Regions from separate parts of the Mus musculus genome. Here region 2 is linked to region 1. The links are chromatin contacts, called in public HiChIP or PLAC-seq maps. All regions are on one chromosome and are shown on one strand. The core of a region is the stretch at or near the end of the contact, and the rest is flanking DNA. Distances in the headings are between cores, read along the strand shown.

Evidence for each region. HiChIP or PLAC-seq counts read pairs in DNA pulled down with a chosen protein or histone mark.
Region 2: a contact with region 1 is called in a RAD21 HiChIP or PLAC-seq map of pro-B cells, with 2.9 times the contacts expected there. The contact joins two enhancer-like sites. A contact is called at or near these places in 1 of 15 datasets of contacts at CTCF or cohesin (pro-B cells) and 1 of 484 Hi-C or Micro-C datasets (the HPC-7 cell line).

Annotation. Positions count from the first base shown.
Region 1 is chr8:23,604,203-23,607,986 of GRCm38.p6, reverse strand. No RefSeq gene overlaps it. Among named protein-coding and RNA genes, the nearest start is that of Gm30471, 42 kb to the left of the region's middle. Within about 2 kb of position 2,321, at least 4 of the 459 cell types and tissues checked have an H3K27ac peak or open chromatin away from gene starts, as enhancers often do. A contact at or near this core is called in pro-B cells, where this site is marked.
Region 2 is chr8:23,885,153-23,888,495 of GRCm38.p6, reverse strand. The region is part of intron 3 of Zmat4 (zinc finger, matrin type 4); the gene reads right to left. Among named protein-coding and RNA genes, the nearest start is that of Gm51564, 160 kb to the left of the region's middle. Within about 2 kb of position 1,780, at least 16 of the 459 cell types and tissues checked have an H3K27ac peak or open chromatin away from gene starts, as enhancers often do. A contact at or near this core is called in pro-B cells, where this site is marked.

The DNA of each region.
Region 1 (3,784 bases), core at 1,072-3,571:
GAGCCAATGCGCGTCCTTGTGCTCAGAGAATGGAAACGTCTTGGAGTTAGGCCCCTCCTCCCTTAGAAAACCTATAACTTGGAAGTATGGAGGCCCTGCCCCTTCCCAACTCAAGACCTTCCGGGGACTCTGCAGCCCCTGCTAAGTCAGCCTCATCCTGGCTTTCTCGCTTTCCCAAACAGCTCACCTTCCCTCCCAATTGGCCTAGAAAAACATGCACATTGACAAAACGGAACTAAGTAACAGGAGGGACAGCTTCTTCGCTGAGATATTTCACTGCTGGAAATGGGGATCTGCAGACTTGACCAAAACAGGCTCACTGCACCTCAGGTCGCTAGCTATAAGGAGACGCTCCACGCTGTACTGCACTCTACTTTCTGAGTGTGCCCTGTCCAATCACAGTCAAAGAAATGACCACAGTGAGCAATGTGTTTTATTTTTTATGTTGCTTTTGGATGTGATCTCGTGCCTCCTGTAACAAACATTTACATTCAATTTATAATACATGTTTGTTATTGTTGGATGTCAGGTCATAGCTATAGAACCCAATATGGTGTACCCTGAACTTGGACATGCTTTGTTTTTATGCTTTCCCAGATATAATCTATAGAACGTGCCAGACAGTTTTGTTTAAATTGATCTGTCCTGAGAAAGTTCTGGGAAAAAGGCTACTCTGTCAGTGTTTAGTAGGTCCTTACTGGCATCTGTTTACATGTTTTTCTGATCATGTTTTCGTGAACTCAAACAACCTTCCTTGCATCGTTGCTTTCTTTGTTGCATTCATGCATAAAAGTAAACTGAGACTGAAGGAAGTGTGTCAATAGCATTAGGCTGTAGTCCCTCCTGTTCTTTCCAGTCCTCAGACCCCACGTCTCTCAAACACAGATCTGCACAGGTCAGTGAAAGTCAACAGTGCCCCTGGCTTGGGACTCCATCACATGGTAGGCATGTATGGCTGGGGATGTAGCTCAGAGGGCTCTGGTGTGAAATGTCCTAGGTTCCATCCCTAGCACTGCAAAACACAAATTTACCTAACCAGCAAATGAGGGTAAAGGTCGACTGAGGATGAACCATACTGCAGGACCAGATGGAAGTTACTGAGTACTGCCTCACTGAGAAGCCAAAGCCCAAGCCCAAAGACTGACTGAAGAGTACAGTCATGCCCTTCTTAAATGCTTGCGGACTTCTCTTTGCCTCCTCACTGGGACCTGGTTCTCTTTGCTCTGTCTTGAATAGACATGAACGTCTGTATATGAGCAGTAAACTTGAGGGTCCTGACCCTGGGGTCTACTTTATCAGGCAAGATAAACAAAGATACACAAGCATCAGTCATCTATAATATTTTAAAAGCCAAGAGAAATCCAAGAGGAAAGTCTAATGGTTGTAGGGAGTTGGTGTGTGTTCCCCCTAGAACAGTGGTTCTCAACCTTCTTGATGCTGTGACCATGCAATAGTCCAGTTTCTCATGGTGTGGTGACCCTAACCATAAAATGATTTTCATTGCTACTTCACATCTGTAACTTGGCTACCGTTATGAATTGCAATGTTAAATATCTGTGTTTTCTGGTGGTCTTAGGTGACCCCTGTGAAAGGGCCTTTCAACCCCCAGGTTGAGAACCACTGGCTCTTGAGAGCATTTGGTGGTTGCAGACAGGTGGAGGGGTGTGAACTTGGAGAAGGGCAACAGCAGTAAGTAGGGGAACCAGAGCGGGTGCAGCAGGGACTTCCAGACAGGAAGTCACAGAAGCCACAGCACTCTGTGAAAGAAGAGGTAACAATGACTTCACTATAATGAGACAGGAGGCCACCTAGGGCACAGCAGGAGACCCATCCACCCTTCCACTCAGGGCTCCAGCGTTCACCTCCAGTCTGTCCAAGGTCATGCCTGCATCTTTCAGCACCCAAATCCAGACCCGATGGGTACATAAGAGGGTTTGTTACCTCTCTCTGGCCTCCTTATTTCTGTCCCTCTAAGGATGTCAAAGGCAGAGCCTGCTAATTTAAACCACGGTTAAACCCCGATGCAGAGCCTCGAATCACTTAATGAATAGAGTGTGATAACCTGCTCTTCACAAAAGGGGGAATTAAAAACTCATTTATATCAGTGACAGAGTAGAAAGAAAACAGCCGTCTTGCTCCGGCCTGATAATGGAGATACCAACCCTGCTTTATGAACTCCTAATTAGATCTCCTCCATCTCTTGTTTTGATTTCATGTTTGCCTTTTTTTTAAAGCGAAAGGAAGAATAGCTACCATGCCCCACCATGTATTGTATGGGCAGAATACCGATGAGGAAGTGCACCACAGCGCCACCTGGAGGCTAAGGAGGGAGTACCTCTCTCGGGCCATGAGCTCTTCTGTCTGTCCATGCGCACATTGAGGACTTCCAAAGTCAAAGAGATTTCATCTGGTCTCTCCAAGACACAGAAGCCAGCCTGTGCCACACTCTAAATCTCTCCAAGGAGAAATGAAACTGTTCTACTTGGCTTGGTGGTTGGGAGACGCTAAGAAGTTTCAGCAGCAGAGCTTATAAAATGTTAAAATAAACTTCTCTCCTCCCCTTCCATCTCCTCTTCCCTTCCCCTTTCCCTCCCTCCCTTTCCTATCCTCTCCTCCCCTTTCTTCTCAATCTATCCCAGACATATGTTTCCACATCTTTCCTCATGAGTAACTCTGGCCTCTCTCTTGTCGTTGCCCTGATCTCTTTTCTCGGCTTTCCTCTGTGTAGTGGAAGAGTCACTTAGAGCTATACTCCAGCAGAAACATGGCTATGGGAAACAGTGACCAGACTGGAGTTCCCAGAACAGAAGCAACAACCTGTAGGACCCAGCAAACAGAAACAGATCAAAATTAGGTTGGAAGCAGATGACACAGCCCAGCAGTAGGGAGGCAGAGGCAGAAGGATAATTACCATTACCCAGTGTGGGTAATGCAGTGTAATGGCTATTCTTGGTGGTCAGCCTGACTGTATCTGGAATGAACTACAATCTAGAAGTGGAGGGCACACCCACAGTGGTTTGTAGCATGTGAATCCACTTGTAGTCTGGACCTTTGAGGCTTTAAGACACACCTTTAATCTGAACCACACCCTCTGCTGGTAACCTACATGAGGACATAGAAAAAGGAAACATTTGCTCTTTGCCTGCTTTCTCGCCTTGCTAGCACATCCATTCCTGGCCTTGGAGGCTCCTTCTTTGGGATTCCATCATAGACAGAAGTCTAGCTGAGACACCCAGCCTTATAGAACTGAGTAACTGCTAGATTATTGGACTTTCCACTCACAGTTAGCTATTGGACTGCAGCCTGTAAGTCATTCCAATAAATCCCAGATAGATGGATAGATAGATGATAGATAGATAGATAGATAGATAGATAGATAGATAGATGATAACGATATTTAGAGAGAGAGGGAGAGAGACAGATCCGTTCCATAAGTTCTATGACTCTAGAGCCCCTCACTAACCCCTGCAGCAAGCCTCTTGAGAATAAAACAGTGTGAACAAGCAGATAACCCTGCTTACCACTCAAGCCTGAGAGTCTGAGTTCAGATCACAGGGTACCATGCACAAAGCCAGAAGCACAGTGTGAATCTGTAGTCTCCACTCTCCCGCTGTGAGATGGGAGGTAGAAACACAATTGCCCAGAGACCCGGGAACCAGCTAGGCTGAAATACACAGTGACACAAAGCCAAGAGAGACTCTGCCTCAAAACAGAGTGGAAGGTGAGAACCAACTCTTAAGTTATTTTCTGACCTCCAAAGGGATACACACACACACACACACAC
Region 2 (3,343 bases), core at 531-3,030, 280 kb before region 1:
AACACAAGTGAGTGGTCAAGAGCTCTCTTTCTTAACACACTCTCAATGAAGGCGAGACACTCCATGCTAGGTACACTATGCCATGGAAAAAGAGCCCTGGCTGACCTTATCCCAGCTCTCACACAGGCCCGACAAACAGGAAAGCAATGCAGATCGTGCTTGCTCAGCCATAGCAAGCCCGTTGCTCTGAGAACAGCAGGCAGCTTTCTCTGTTCTCAGCTTGATCAGTGGTTCAGGGCTCCTTCTGTGAACAGAAAGATGGACGTGCACAAGAAATGATTATTCCTAAACTGTCCCCAGGGAACCTAGCTTTGTTTTGTTTGATATAGAGTATGGGAAGCTATGGGGTTTAAGGATGCTTGCTTGCTTGCTTTTTTGTTTGTTTGTTTTCTGTTTTGTTTTGTTTTGTTTTGTTTTGTTTTGTTTTTCAGGACAGGGTTTCTCTGTGTACCCCCGGCTGTCCTGGAACTCACTCCCTAGACCAGGCCAACCTAGAACTCACCAAGATCCACCTGCCTTTGCCTCCCAAGTACTGGGATTAAAGGTGTGTCCTACGACTGTCTGGCTTGAGGATGTTTTCAAAAACAAGTGGGAGCATTGGTGGTGAGGGGGTAAGAGAAAGCTGGTGTTGCTGTGCAGCAAGAAGCTACCCCACAGGGGTATAGGTATTTCACAGGAACCAGAGAAGAGACAACTAAAGGGCTTCCTGAAGTCAAACGCTATGACTCTGCAAAGACCTTTAAGCCAAGACACAGAGGAAAGCAATAAGTTTGTTATGCAACAACGCAGTCTAAACACTGGGGGTGTTTCCAGGTTCGACAAGGAGTTTAAAGGAGGCCGGAGTAAGAGATGGTTGAAGACTGTTGTCTAAACTGTCACCATTTTCTTCTGTACCTTGGAGCAAGGCTAGATAGAGGTGACTACACACCCAGAAGCAGATGGTACCGATCTGGCCAGGACACTGACAAGTGAATAGGAAGATAACAGCAAAAACAGTGCCAGGAGGGGGTGTCAGTTCCCAGCATTGTTAGAATACATACTCTAAAATCAAGGCATTCAGTAACAAAACCAGAAGCTATTGGAAACCAGATAAACAGAATGTAACAAAAACAGGTAAACTCTAACCCATATGTGGGGGGCGGGGGGAGGGGGGGAGGCAGTTCAGACAATAAACAAAGACTTTAAAGCAGCAATTCTCAATCTCCCTGATGCTGGGACTCATGTTGTGGTGACCCCAACCATAAAATGATCTCACAGCTATTTCATAGCTGTAACTTTGTTTCATTATGAAGAGCAATGCAAAGATCTGCTATGTAACCTCCCCCATGACCCACAGGTTCAGAGCTGCTGCTTTAAAGCGACTTCAAAGACTTCAAGAAATTAAGCCCATTTTCACAGACAGAAAGGGCCACACCTAAAGGAGGAAAGCGTAAAGCAAGGTCTTGTCAAGCAGAATCTCGACTCAGAAGTATAAACTGTAAGGAGCCAGAAAAGAGTCTCTGCGTATAGGAAGCGTGGAAGCCAACATTCAGAGGTCACAAAAGGGACTCAGCAGTAGACTTCAGTTGGAATCAGAATGTCAGAAGGAAGAAAGAGGCAGAAGAGCGAAAGAGAACAGTCATTGAGGATGTCCCAAACATAAAAAATAGAAAACACAGTGGAAGCTTATCATAGCACGGAAAAGCCTCAGAAAAAAATACACCAAGCAGATCACAATAGAACTGTTGGGAAGTGAAACCAAAGAGCCGTGTTTGCAAGCTGCAGGAAATAATGTACCATGCACAAAGAAACCACAGCAAAGGTAAGAGATTATGCAAAAACAACGGAGCCCAGACGCCTGCGTTTTCAGGACACACTGAAAGTTCAGAGAAGGAATATCCGCTAAGAGCACCCACCTTACAGTACGAAAGGAAAACCTTCAGGGTGGGGGCCAGTGACCAAAGCAATACTTCAAATCCTTACAAGTAAGCAAGAGCACAGGTAAGGTTAATTATGACATCGTAAAAGACAGTTCAATGCACATGTTCCTTTCTTCTCTTAACTAATATATGTGGCTGTGAGTATATATATATATATATATATTTATTGTATATAAATAATTCCACACTGAGTCCATGACATAGAGACATGTATTGTACAATAACAGCTCAAAGGAGCAAAGGAGACAAGCAGTACCAAGCTGGACTGGACTGGAACGTGACACCACATCTAATTTGAAATCCATAAGAACAATGAAGAGAAACAGAGTGACCGAGAAGAGTGATAAAACAAACACAAAACTATATAATCACTGCCCATTTATTTTCTTAGATTAACAGATATAACTGATCATTACAACTGCATTGCTGAATATATAACCTGTAAATGATATGTCTCACAGTAGCAGTCAGGAAAGGAGAAGAAGTACTGCACATGTTTGTATTTGCCTAAAATCCAAAGTTGCACAAACCTGGCTCTAATGAATTGAGCTGTATATGGTTAGCTCTGTACTAGAGCAATCACTAAAGAAATAACTCAATTTAACAACAGGGAAACTAAAATTTTATGGTCTAGGACGTCACTAGAACAAACAAGTACAGAAAAAAAAAATGAGAGTCCAGATAGAGCATTGATACAGGCAAGTATGAACAGACTGTGTAAGCTTGCTACAGTCTGTTCCTGTGTGGTTGTTATTGCCACAGTGTGCTTTCTCTTGATGTGATGGAACACTGACCAAAAGCAACATGGGACAACAAGGGTTAGTTTTGTCTTATACTCCAGATAAAATTCCATCACTAAAGGAAGTTGGAACAGAAAATCAAGGAAGAAACCTGGAGGCAGGAACTACAACAGAGGACACAGAGGAGCTCTGCTTTCTGGCTTGCTCCCCATGGCTCACTCATTATTTTTTCTTATACAACCCAGCACCATTTGCTAAGGGGTAGCACTGCCCAAAGTGGGCTGGACCTACCTATCTCAATCACTCATCAAGAAAATTCCCCACAGACTTCCCTACAGGCCGATCTTAAGGAGACATTTTCTCAATTGAGGTTTCCTCATCCCATGAATCTAGCTTGTGCCAAGTTGAAAAAAAAAAAAAAAAACCTAACCCAAATACAAAGATTTTTGGATTTGTTGAAAGGAAACATATGTTAGAATAGAAAATACAAACAGCTAAAAACAAAGGCAGGAAGATGTCAGACAAATGGCATAAGAAAGCTGTGGCGACCGTACAATACCAGAAAATAATAAAATTTAAGACTAAAATTATCACTCATCATTGACATGTTTATTATATAAAATATGAAACCATTAGGAAAATGCAACGCTTGATAGCAGTGGAAAGAGAAACAGACAATTCTTT